Regions from separate parts of the Xenopus laevis genome. Here region 2 is linked to region 1. The links are chromatin contacts, called in public Hi-C maps. All regions are on one chromosome and are shown on one strand. The core of a region is the stretch at or near the end of the contact, and the rest is flanking DNA. Distances in the headings are between cores, read along the strand shown. Region 1 overlaps tmcc1.L (transmembrane and coiled-coil domain family 1 L homeolog). Region 2 overlaps tmcc1.L (transmembrane and coiled-coil domain family 1 L homeolog).

Evidence for each region. Hi-C and Micro-C count contacts between places; a contact is called where the count stands out from the background.
Region 2: a Hi-C map of the XL177 cell line shows a contact between it and region 1, with 5 times the contacts expected there. The contact joins two enhancer-like sites.

The regions. Positions count from the first base shown.
Region 1 is chr4L:131,546,629-131,552,382 of Xenopus_laevis_v10.1, forward strand. The region is part of intron 1 of tmcc1.L (transmembrane and coiled-coil domain family 1 L homeolog); the gene reads right to left. Among protein-coding and RNA genes, the nearest start is that of plxnd1.L, 40 kb to the left of the region's middle. Within about 2 kb of position 3,308, at least 4 of the 7 cell types and tissues checked have an H3K27ac peak or open chromatin away from gene starts, as enhancers often do.
Region 2 is chr4L:131,604,037-131,609,790 of Xenopus_laevis_v10.1, forward strand. All of the region lies in intron 1 of tmcc1.L (transmembrane and coiled-coil domain family 1 L homeolog), which reads right to left. Among protein-coding and RNA genes, the nearest start is that of tmcc1.L, 18 kb to the right of the region's middle. Within about 2 kb of position 2,290, at least 1 of the 7 cell types and tissues checked has an H3K27ac peak or open chromatin away from gene starts, as enhancers often do.

The DNA.
Region 1 (5,754 bases), core at 2,058-4,557:
GGTTCTAATCCCCTTCGCTGTACAGTGAGTAGGGAGGATAAGGCACATTGCTGGGGGTTTATATTACAAGGCTCTGGGGAAGGCTCTTATATCAGAAGTGGGTGAAAGTTTAATCAGCACTGACCCCTCTGCTTGGGATTTCTTGAAGAGTTTATTTTAGTGTGGCCTGTGGATCACCGATGCCTGACAGTCTGCCCTTTTGTGCAAACCCACTTCTTTCAGCATTTTTCTCCCTGATAAGCCCTTCGGAGTGTGCTTCAGCCGTGGCCTGATAATACACTCCAGAGCTTGCCAATAAAGACCGACATCCAGCTGTTCTTCAACTACGACTCAGCCAAGGCCCCAGTGTTTCTGTTAGGATGCTGGGAGCTGTAGTTCAGCTACAACCTGCAGAGGCGTGTATGCAGAATACTATTAGTACTCAGTGAAAGAATATTCTTCAAGCACATTTTGTACCAGCCCTACAAGCTGGAATAGCACCATGGAATAAATTCAATTAAAATGCCTTTATTGCACTTAGGGTAGAGTCCTGCAGCGGGTCAGGTTACCCGTAAAAACATGCAGTACCCTGCGGGATGCAAGTAGAAGTTTTGGGAGCGGGTATAGAAGTGGGTCGGTGGTTCTCCGGGTTTGCAGGTCACGGCTCTGGTCGCGGGTCTTCTCAATAGTGAGTTTTACTCCTTTTTTTCCCCCTGATCACGCCTACTTCTAATGATGTAACTTCCGGTTTACGACAGCACTTCCTGTTTCTTGATGGTCACTGGTTTGCGGATCGGGTTGCGGATAAGGTACTTGCGGGTCAGGGGTCCAAGCAGATAAGTATGCGGGTTGCGGGTCGGGTTCGGGTTAAAGAAATTGGTTCTGCGCAGGACTTTAATTTAGGGCATTACAGCAACGTTTCAGGGCATATGGCCTTTTATCATATATATTAACATGTAGAAGGCAAATAAAACCTTTTAATGCAGTATTTGTCTTTCTTTGAACAGCAAAGTTTGTGGATATGACATGTGGGGTGGAAGAACTTCTTTTCATTGTGCACAATGGAAATTGCAAACTGGAGAGCTGCTGCTGATTAAAAAGCTAATTAACTCAAAAACCACGAAAAATAAAAAATGAAAACCAACTGCAAATTGAATATCACTCTCTAAAACATGCTAAAAGTTGACCTTCATTAGCAAAACTGTAATAACTGAATATAACAGAAATATGTTCAAACTTTCATAACCTGCCAAATTTTGTAAAATGGACATGGTAATTAGAGGGTGTGGCCACAAAAATGGGCGAGGTCAACAAAAATTACTTTTTTTTGTCCCTCTTTTTATTTCCAAAATGTTGGGAGGTATGCATCATGTATGTGGCCCAGATAGGGTTACCACCTGGCCAGTATTTTACTTACCTGATCAGTAAAAATTATACTTGACCCCAATGTTATTAATAGGGAAAAAAATCTAAATATATATAGGTATTTTTTTCCAAAAAAGGTGGCAACCCTAGGCCCAGATGATATCATACAAAGCTGTCTATGGAGCCATAGGCTATATGGGTCTCCAGGTGGACAGTCCTGATTTAGCACAAACTGCCCAAAAGTTGCCAGGGGATTATGGTTTCAATATAATCCCATACATATTGTGGAATCACTGCTGTACACTCAAGAGGAGCACTTGCCTAGGAGCCCTATAGGCACCGTAGCATCTTTGTGGCATTTAAACAGTTACGGTTATTAGAAGCCAGCCCCACATACTCACCGCCGGATATTCGTTTAGGTGAAAACACTGAATAAGTCTAAAGTTCTTTCACTTGTTTTGCAACAACCCCCAGAAAAGGGGAAATAAATCTTTCCTTTCCAGATCTACACAGACTTCTGATCTGTACCTCCCACTGCCCAGGGCAGGAAAGGGACACAAAGGAGACAGAAACTGGCCTGGCAGGGAGAGGGTTAAAAGAAACCTGCATTCTCATGACCTCATCCAAGTGATAGTGAGACAGCTCATGTTCACGGCATCACAACAATGACAGGGAGGAGGGTCGAGGGCTCCCAGTAAGAAAGACTCACGGAAGTGTTTGGGGCCTCGCCCTACCAGCTCACGCTTCAGAGCCAAAGGCAAACAAGTTATCCTGTAATAACATCCTGGGAGTCAGGACACACACCGCTTCCAGTCTGACACAGCTCAGTCCGACTCATGTACCGTCACATGCCACCTTTGCACTTTCCAATGTGCTATAGTAAAGCAATGGGCAACTGCAGCTCAATACACTGTATATTCATGGCTGAAATTACAATAAAAGGGATATCATACACCAAGAAATGTCAGCCTTACAGTAGTTCAGAAGGGCAGCTCTGCTTAAAGGAACGGTAACACTCAGGCCCGGATTTGTGGAAAGGGCACCTAGGCCCAGGCCTAAGGTGGCAGGATTTTAGGGGGCGGCATGCGGCCCAACCACACCCACATTGGTTCAAAAACACTGGGGATGTGCTGGAGATACAATCATTTTTTAAATGTCCCGTGCGCCAATCCCCATTGCTCCAGTCCAGATGATGAAAATTTGCACAAATAAAGGGGACAGGGGCGACAAAGAGCAGTGGGCCTAGGGGGCGCGCACTATCTAAATCCGGCCCTGGTAACACTAAAAAGAGGAGGAGTGGTGATATAAGCCTTCAGAATGGCCACGTGCATGGGCAAATCAGCAGCCAGCTCAGTTCTTCAGCCAGAGTATGTCGATCTTTAATGGGGCAGCTCACCTTTACATTAACTTTATGATGTAGACATTCCTAAGACTACCTGCCATTGTTTTTTTTTTTATTTTTAACAGTTTCTGAATTATTTAACCAGGCAGCGGTTTGAATGGAATGCTGGAAGATGAATGGGAGAGGCCTGAATTAAAAGAACAGAAATAAAAAGTAACAATAAGGATAAAATTGTAGCCTCGCAGAACAATCGTTTTTTTGGCTGCTGGGGTCAGTGACCCCCTATCTGACAGCTTGAAAGAGGCAAAAGAAAACAACAAAAAAATAGCAATTGAACAATTACTAAAAATTAAAAAGTTAACTTTAAAGCAAAAAAAGGAGCACAGGTCACATACTGGTCATTAATACACATATAATACACATATAGGGACACACACTGATCACTAATATAGACACCGGACACACACTGCTCACTAATACAGACACCGGCCGCACACACACACTGTTCACATGGGACACACACTGCTCACTAATACACACACTGCTCACTAATACACACACTGCTCACTAATACACATACCAGAACACACGCTGTTCACTAATACAGACAAGGGACACACACCGGACACACACTGCTCACTAACACAGACATGGGGCACACACTGATCACCAACACAGACACACACTGTTCAGTAATACAGACACACGGCTCACTAATACAGACATTGGGGGACACACACTGCTCAATAATACAGACACCGGATACACACTGCTCACTAATACAGACACCGGATACACACTGCTCACTAATACAGACACCGGATACACACTACTCACTAATACAGACATTGGGACACACACTGCTCACTAATACACACACTGCTCACTAATACACACACCAGAACACACGCTGTTCACTAATACAGACAAGGGACACACATTGTTCACTTATACCGACACCAGACACACACTACTCACTAATACAGGGCACACACAATGCTCACTAATACAGACACCGCACACACATTGATCACCAACACAGACACACACTGTTCACTAATACACACACCAGAACACACACTGCTCACTAGCACAGACACCGGGACGCACACTGATCACTAATACAGACTCCGGGACAAACACTGATCTATAATATGGACACTGGGAAAAATGTTAGTAACTAACATCAGGCCTCGTACCTTTCACCCCGTCTCACCCTCAATAAATGGAATACAGAGACACTTATTTTATAAGCTTATATTGAGTGGAAAGCAGGGATGTTGCCTCTGGTTGTGCAAACAAGACACAACCTTAGAATTTTATACTGAAAATAAACTAACGTGACTAGAAAGAGAGAAGAAACAAATACACCCGCAGCTACATTTGAACCAGATGTCACATGAAAAGTAGTAGTTTTAACTATATGCTGGCTAAGTATTATGGGATTTGTATTTCATTAGAATTGTCATTAGGCGCCACAGTGTGCAGCCATAGGGAGTTTATATTGGGTAAACTCCCGTCTCACACCTACTTCCTCTGGGTGAGATTGCAGCAGTCTGGACATGTTTTATGGCAGCACTCTCTATAAACAGGCTTCAGCTGGCTACTCAGGTGTTTCATTGTTTACATTAGGGCCCAAAGATAAGGAGAGAGTATTGCCTGGCAGGCTGGGACAGATAATAACTAAACCAAAGCAAATCACACAGTGACAGCAATGCAAACATATACATTCTGTTATAAGGATTTCATTTGCAGTGGAAAAAACTGCTCCCTATGGATTATCATTTTAGCTGGGGTATATAGTGCCGGGATATTAAGGACTGCTTTACAGAGATTCTTCTAATCATTCACATTGATCCCTACTGCAGTGAAGCTTACAATCTAATAGTCCCAGCTACCCTAAGAGTAAGAAGCTCTGCCGGCTTTGCTAAATACCATTACCATGTCCATATAAATTGCCCTAAAACACTTTACTTTGACCATTTGGCCTCTCCATCGTTATACAGGTACAGAATCTATTATTCATGTCTACTTTCAAAAATGAAACCAAAGAGTTCCCCATGCCAGGAATAGACTGCTGACGGGCCCTTACATCACTTGTAAACATGGGGATTTTTTGGTAAATTCAAAGAAGATGATGTAGAGGGGAATCCACTGATGCGGCTGGCTGGCGGAACAGTAACCAATCAACATTAACCTTTAATCAGTCACCTGTAGTCATGGGTTGCTATGCAATTGTACATTTAACTCCTGTTTTGTAAACCCTCAGATATAAAGTACTTGTCTCTTATCCAGGACTACCTTCAACGGAGGGCCAATTACTCAAATGTACACACACACCTTTTGATTCAGGAGGGAGGGATCTCAAGCTGGGGCTTTCCAACTTTCCACTTCCAACTGTTGCTGAACTAAAAGTCCCAGAAAAAACCAACAAACTTTTCCAGGAACAACAACTGGCAGAAGTGTGTTATATTCAATATAATAGTAAACTCTTTAAAGGGTGGTTTAATCTTTCATTTAACTTTTAGTATGTTATAGAAATACCAATTCTAAGCAACCTTACAACTGGTCATTTTTTTTTATAGTTTTTTAAAATTATTTTCCATCTTTTTCTGACATTTTCCAGCTTTCAAATGGGGATCACTGACCCAAATGCTCTGTAAGGGTTGGGGCGGACGGGCAGATTCGGGGAGATTTAGTCGCCTGGCGACTAATCGCCTCTTCTGAGGGGCAACAATCTCCCCGAACTGCCTTCCGCCTGCTTAAATGAAGAATCACCTGAGCTGATGCACTCGCGGCCCTTCGATTTCTGAAGTTGCCCAAGGTTTCCACATGAGGCAACTTCGGGCGACTTTGGAAATCGAAACACTGCGAGTGCATTAGTGCAGGTGATTCTTCATTCAAGCAAGCGGAAGGCAGTTTGGGGAGAAGAGGCGACTAAAGCTCCCCGAATCTGCCCGTCTGCCCCAACCCTTAGGCTACAAATGTATTGTTATTGCTATTTTTTAATTATTATTATTATCATCTTTATGTTCAGGCCTCTCCTATTCATATTCCAGTCTCTTCGT
Region 2 (5,754 bases), core at 1,040-3,539, 56 kb after region 1:
ATTTGTTATTATTGGTGGTTTTTGAGTTATTTTGCTTTTTATTCAGCAGCTCTCCAGTTTGCAATTTCAGCAATGTGGATCGAAGGGTGCAAATGACCCTAGCAACCATGCACTGATTTGAATAAGAGACTGGAATATGAACAGGAGAGGTGTGAATAGAAACATGAGTAATAAAAAGTAGCAATAAAAATAAATGTGTAGCCTTACAGAGCATTTGTTTTTAGATGGGGTCTCTGACCCCCATTTGGCAGCTGGAAACAGAAGAACAAGGCACATAATTCAAAAACTATAAAAAACAGAAAAAGTGAAGGCCAATTGAAAAGTTGCTACGAATGATCCATTCTAAAAACATACTAAAAGTTAACTTAAAGGAGAATTCAACCTATGGGGAAAAAAATCCATACCCCCCACCCCAGGTAGACTCCCCTCCCTCCTCCCCCCACCCCCTCGCCGCAGATTCTTCCAGCGGAGTTCCACGCATCCATCTTCCGCGTCCTTTGTAATTTGACTGAGAGATCAGCAATTTCCGTGTAATTCCTGCTCAGAAATACCGGAAGATGGGGCATTTCCCCAGGGGGAGGTACAGTTTTTCCCCCCACAGGTTGAATTCTCCTTTAAAGGTGAATTCTAAATGACTTTTCAATTAGTCTTCATTATTTTTTGCAGTTTTTTTTTTTTAATTATTTGCCTTCTTTGCAACTTTCAAATGGGGGGAGGGGGCGCATCTAAAAAACAAATGCTCTGTAAGGCTACACATTTTTTTATTGCTACTTTTTATTACTCATCTTTCTATTCAGTGCCTCTCCTATTTATATTCCAGTCTCTTATTCAAAATCAGTGCATGGTTTCTAGGGTAATTTGGACCCTAGCAACCAGATTAATTGCAAACTGGAGAGCTGCTGAATAAAAAGCTAAATAACTCCAAAAACAGAAATAGTAAAAAAATGAGAACCAATTGCAAATGGTCTCAGAATATCACTCTCTACATCCTACTAAAAGTTAACACAATTGTGAACAACGCTTTTAAATAGTGTTTAATACCACCCTGAGGATCAAGTGAAGTGCTACTACACACCTTCAGCTGTTAACTGTATACAATACACTGAGACCCTGCTTGTCACAAAGGGATAAACCTGTCTATGACTTGTGCTTATGAGGCTGCTCATGAATGGCTTATTAATGTCTGTCTTTATACTGTGCACAAATGTGTCCACACAAAGGAGAGCACAGACAGGACAAACAAATACTCCTCTTCAGAAAAGGCGATCTGGCGATCCATTGCGCGGCGCTCGATTTCTCCTCCCTGCTTTCATTATAGGAGTTAGCCAGGGAGGAGAAATCGAGCGCCGAATGATGAAGCACTGCGTATCTTGACAGTGCTATATAAATAAATGATGATGATGGATCGTCACCTTTTCTGAAGAGGAGGCAAGCAGAGTTTCGGTAAGTTATTTCTTAATAAAGACTTAGTGATTTAAAAGTTTTAATTTGGTTTTGTGTTTTTTTTTTTATCTATACTGACAAATTTAAAAAAAAAAAAAAAAAAAAAATTATGTTACTGATCCTTTAATAGTGCTGCTCCAGCAGACTTCTGCACTGAAATCTGTTTCTCAAAAGACCAAACCTATTTTTTTATATTTAATTTTGAAATCTGACATGGGGCTAGACATATTGTCAGTTTCCTACCTGCCCCAAGTCATGTGACTTGTGCTCTGATAAACTTCAGTCACTCTTTACTGCAAGTTGGAGTAATATCACTCCCCCAGCTGCCTAAAACAGCACTCAATAGTAAAATCCAGGTCCCACTGAAACACATTCAGTTACATTGAGTAGGAGAAACAACAGCCTGTCAGAAGTGCAGACTCTTTCTGAAAGCACATGACCAGGCAAAATGACATGAGATGGCATCTACACACCAATTTTACAACTAAAAATACACTTGCTGGTTCAGGAATGCAATTTTAAATGGTAAAGTGAATTATTTGCAGTGTAATTTAGAAATAAAAACTACACCATAAAAAATCATGACAGAATCGCTCTAAGGATTTTTAGCAGACTTAAGGTATGACGATCCAAATTACATAAAGATTCCTTTTCCGGAATACCCCAAGTCCCAAGCATTCTGGATAAGAGATCCTATAACTGTATAAAGCTAGTGGAAAAGAGCATTGCTGCCTGGCAGATTTACACCATTCTCAGCAACTCACTTTGCCAGGCAGATATTTGGAAGAATTCCACCGGGGGCTTAGCGCATGAAAGTTTGTTACAGTCACATGATTTCACACAAGGCCTGATCAGCCCTAACCATAGGGGGTCCTAACCAAAGCTGAATGGATGGAAAAGCACTGTGCTTGGCTTTGTGTCAGTGGCAAACAAGACAATTTTATAAGAGTATTTAGCACACAGTGTGTGTGTGGATGTGTATACACTGCATTTATTTCTGTGTACAAAAATGTAAAGCTATGATTGTACATAAATGAATCACTGTTTTCTTTGTATTGATGGCTCATATAAATTCTTCATGTGTAAACGCAACTTAAATTCAGAAGCCAAATCAACTAAATGTTGCAAAATGATAACAGTTCAGAATCTGCACCGGAATCACTGAGCTGCCAGACTGAAACACCAGATACAAGAATACTCAGTCTTAATTAACTTCAATTTTGGAAAAAAAACAGTAAAAATAAATAATTGAATACATTTAAAAAATGGAAAGCAATTTCTGGTAAAGAAAACAACTGAACTGAAAAAATTGTTTGGAAGGGGAACAAACCCTTTAGTGCAGATGGAAACACCGTTACTCTCTGTTTCTAATATTAATATTCTACATGGAACAGACTGGCCATGACTACAGCAGGAGTTAAAGGGCCAGTAACATTAAGAATTGCTAGTATAGATTGAAAAAAATAACAACAAAAAAACACCAAGACAGTTTATACTTTAAAATCGCTAAGTCTTTATCCGCTTGCGCTCCTCCTCCGAAAGCGATCCATCGTGCGACGCTCGATTTCTCCTCCCTGCCTTTCTTATAGGAGATAGTCAGGGAGGAGAAATCGAACGCTGCACAATGGATCGTCGCCATGTCGCCTTTTCTGAAGAGGAGTGAAAGTGTAAGTTATTTCTTATAAAGACTTTGCAATTTTAAAGTTTAATTTGTGTTGGGTGTTTTTTTCGATGTATTCTAACAAATATTTTTTTTTTTTTTTGATGTTACTGGTCTTTGAAGTATAGAGGACTGCAAGACTTGTAGAGGGCATGAAGAAGGGGATGGAGTTGAAGGGATAAAGAGGATGTGAGCAAGGATGGAGGCAGATATAAAGAATGGCAAGTTCAGATAGATGGAAGAAGAAGGGAGCATAGCACTGGAGCTGGAGATCAGAGGAAAGGCAGTAAGACATAAGAAAGGAGGTGACGCTAGGTCAAGAGTCAAAAAGATGGAGTGAGCAGGGGGCAGTGGAGCAGAAAGAATTAGAGTAGAGAAGGCAGTGGAGCAGAAGAAATCTGAGGTGGAAAAGCAGTGGAGCAAGAGGAATCTGAAAATGGAAGGCAGTGAAGAAAAGAGGAAATCAAACAGTGGAGGAAAGGCAAAGGAGAAGAAGATCCATGGAGAACAAGCAAAGAAGAGGTAGAATAATTCTCAGATACAGGACTTATTGGAAGTTTGCAGCTGAACTGTGTATAAAAGAGGGGGAAAAACAATACAGCTTTTAGGTACAAGCACAGAAATGATTTCTTCCAGAGAGGAAGAAGATAAGGGCTAACAAGAACTACACATTTATCAGCAGCACTTTTCGTTTTATGTATTCAGCATTTACAGCATTGCGTCTCTATATTCTTATAACTTTAGCCTTTGTTTAATTATTTAACTCCCTGAAGAACTAACTTTTCTCTTGGCCACTGTCTTGACTTGACTCACACAGTCAAGTCAAGGCCAGTGTGTTGCTGACCCCTTGTGCTCAAATAGAAAAATGACAGTTGCTGCTGGATGACAGCCACGCAGAAGGTTACTGCTTTTCTATAACACAAGATCCTTACTGGCATGCTGTCCTTAAATGACACTGGATTCCTTATGCATTGTTCAACAATACAATTAAATATGAGCCAGGAGCCAGTAGCCAACAGTAGCCATACACAACCTAAAGCAATAAGTCATTGGCGCAGGACTGTATATAGGGCAGACTAATTGGAATTGACCATTAACAGGCAGAACCATGACAAAATATTCATCTGGTTAGTATTTTAAACCTCTTTATTTCACAAATAATATCATTCATAGTGGGGAAAAAAAGCAGTTTATGGGAACATTAGGATAAAATTTTAATGTAAAATCCCGGAAAACTTTACTTAAAATCAGGAAAATTGGTGGGACCACAAATAAAAAATGTAAAATGCAGGAAAACTTAAAATTAGGGTATTTAAAATCAAGATTTCACTGTGTATGTGTGTGTGTATGTATGTGTATGTGTGTATATATATATATATATATATATATATATATATATATATATATATATATATATATATATATATATCAGTAAATGGACTCCATGGTCAATTGAATAAATGTGTCTTTATTCTTCAATGCATATTAAGAATAAGAATAAAGACACATTTATCCACTTGACCATGGAGTGTGAGTCCATTTACTGATATGTTCAACAAAAAGTTGACTAGCGCACCCGCATTTGTTCCAGTCCAGTAAGAGTGCATATATATAGTGAATAAAGTACCCCCTCTTGTAAAATATAAGGATATTATAAGTTACCGAGGAGTTTCATGACCATATAAAAACACGAGGCCGAAGGCCGAGTGTTTTTATACAGGTCATGGAACTCCGAGGTAACTTCTAATATCCTCATATTTTGCAACTGGGGGTACTTTATTTATTATAATACACACGTTTCAGTGAATCATGTGACAGAAATGACATCAGAACTCACCGTTTATACATGATGACATCAGAACTCACCGTTTATAAGGATATAATTTACAAGATATTCATAGCTTTTGTGTATTATATATATATATATTCAGTAGTGCACTCGCAATCCCTAATAATGCTGGTCATAACTTAGATGTATACTTTACCAAAAAAAAAAAAAAAACACTCCAATGTCTTGTTAAGGTGAAGAATAAACTGAAACTTTATTTCAACGTTTCGGCTCACTGATTTGGGCCGTCTTCAGGAAGTGAACACTACACTATATATACAGTGAAACCTCCATTTTTTAAGTACCCTAATTTTATGTTTTCCCGCATTTTACATTTTTTATTTGTGGTCAAACCAACTTTTAAGGAAAGACGATCTCCCACAGACTCCATTTTATCCAAATTTTTAAAAATGATTTCCTTTTTCTATGTAATAATACAACAGTACCTTGTACTTGATCCAAACTAAGATTAATCCTTATTGGAAACATAATAGTCACACACCACCTGGTGAACTTGCAAATATTAAATATGGAGTACTTTCTTACAGATTCTTCAGTTGGTGCCCAGGTGTGCGGAACTGCCTGGAGACATCTATCATTCAATGGCAAGCTCTCATTTTACATTGCTTTGCTGCTTTTGTTTTGCCATGATATATGACTTGCCTTTTTTAGATCAATAGTTAACGTTATGTCTTTAAATGAGAGGCTTTATTCCAAGGTAGGTATAAATCTGCTTGCACTGCAGTACCAGGCACTGCTCAGCCCGACTCTGAACTTAGAACTCAGAAACCCATTATCAGATGTCTTTATTAACCCCCTCTTG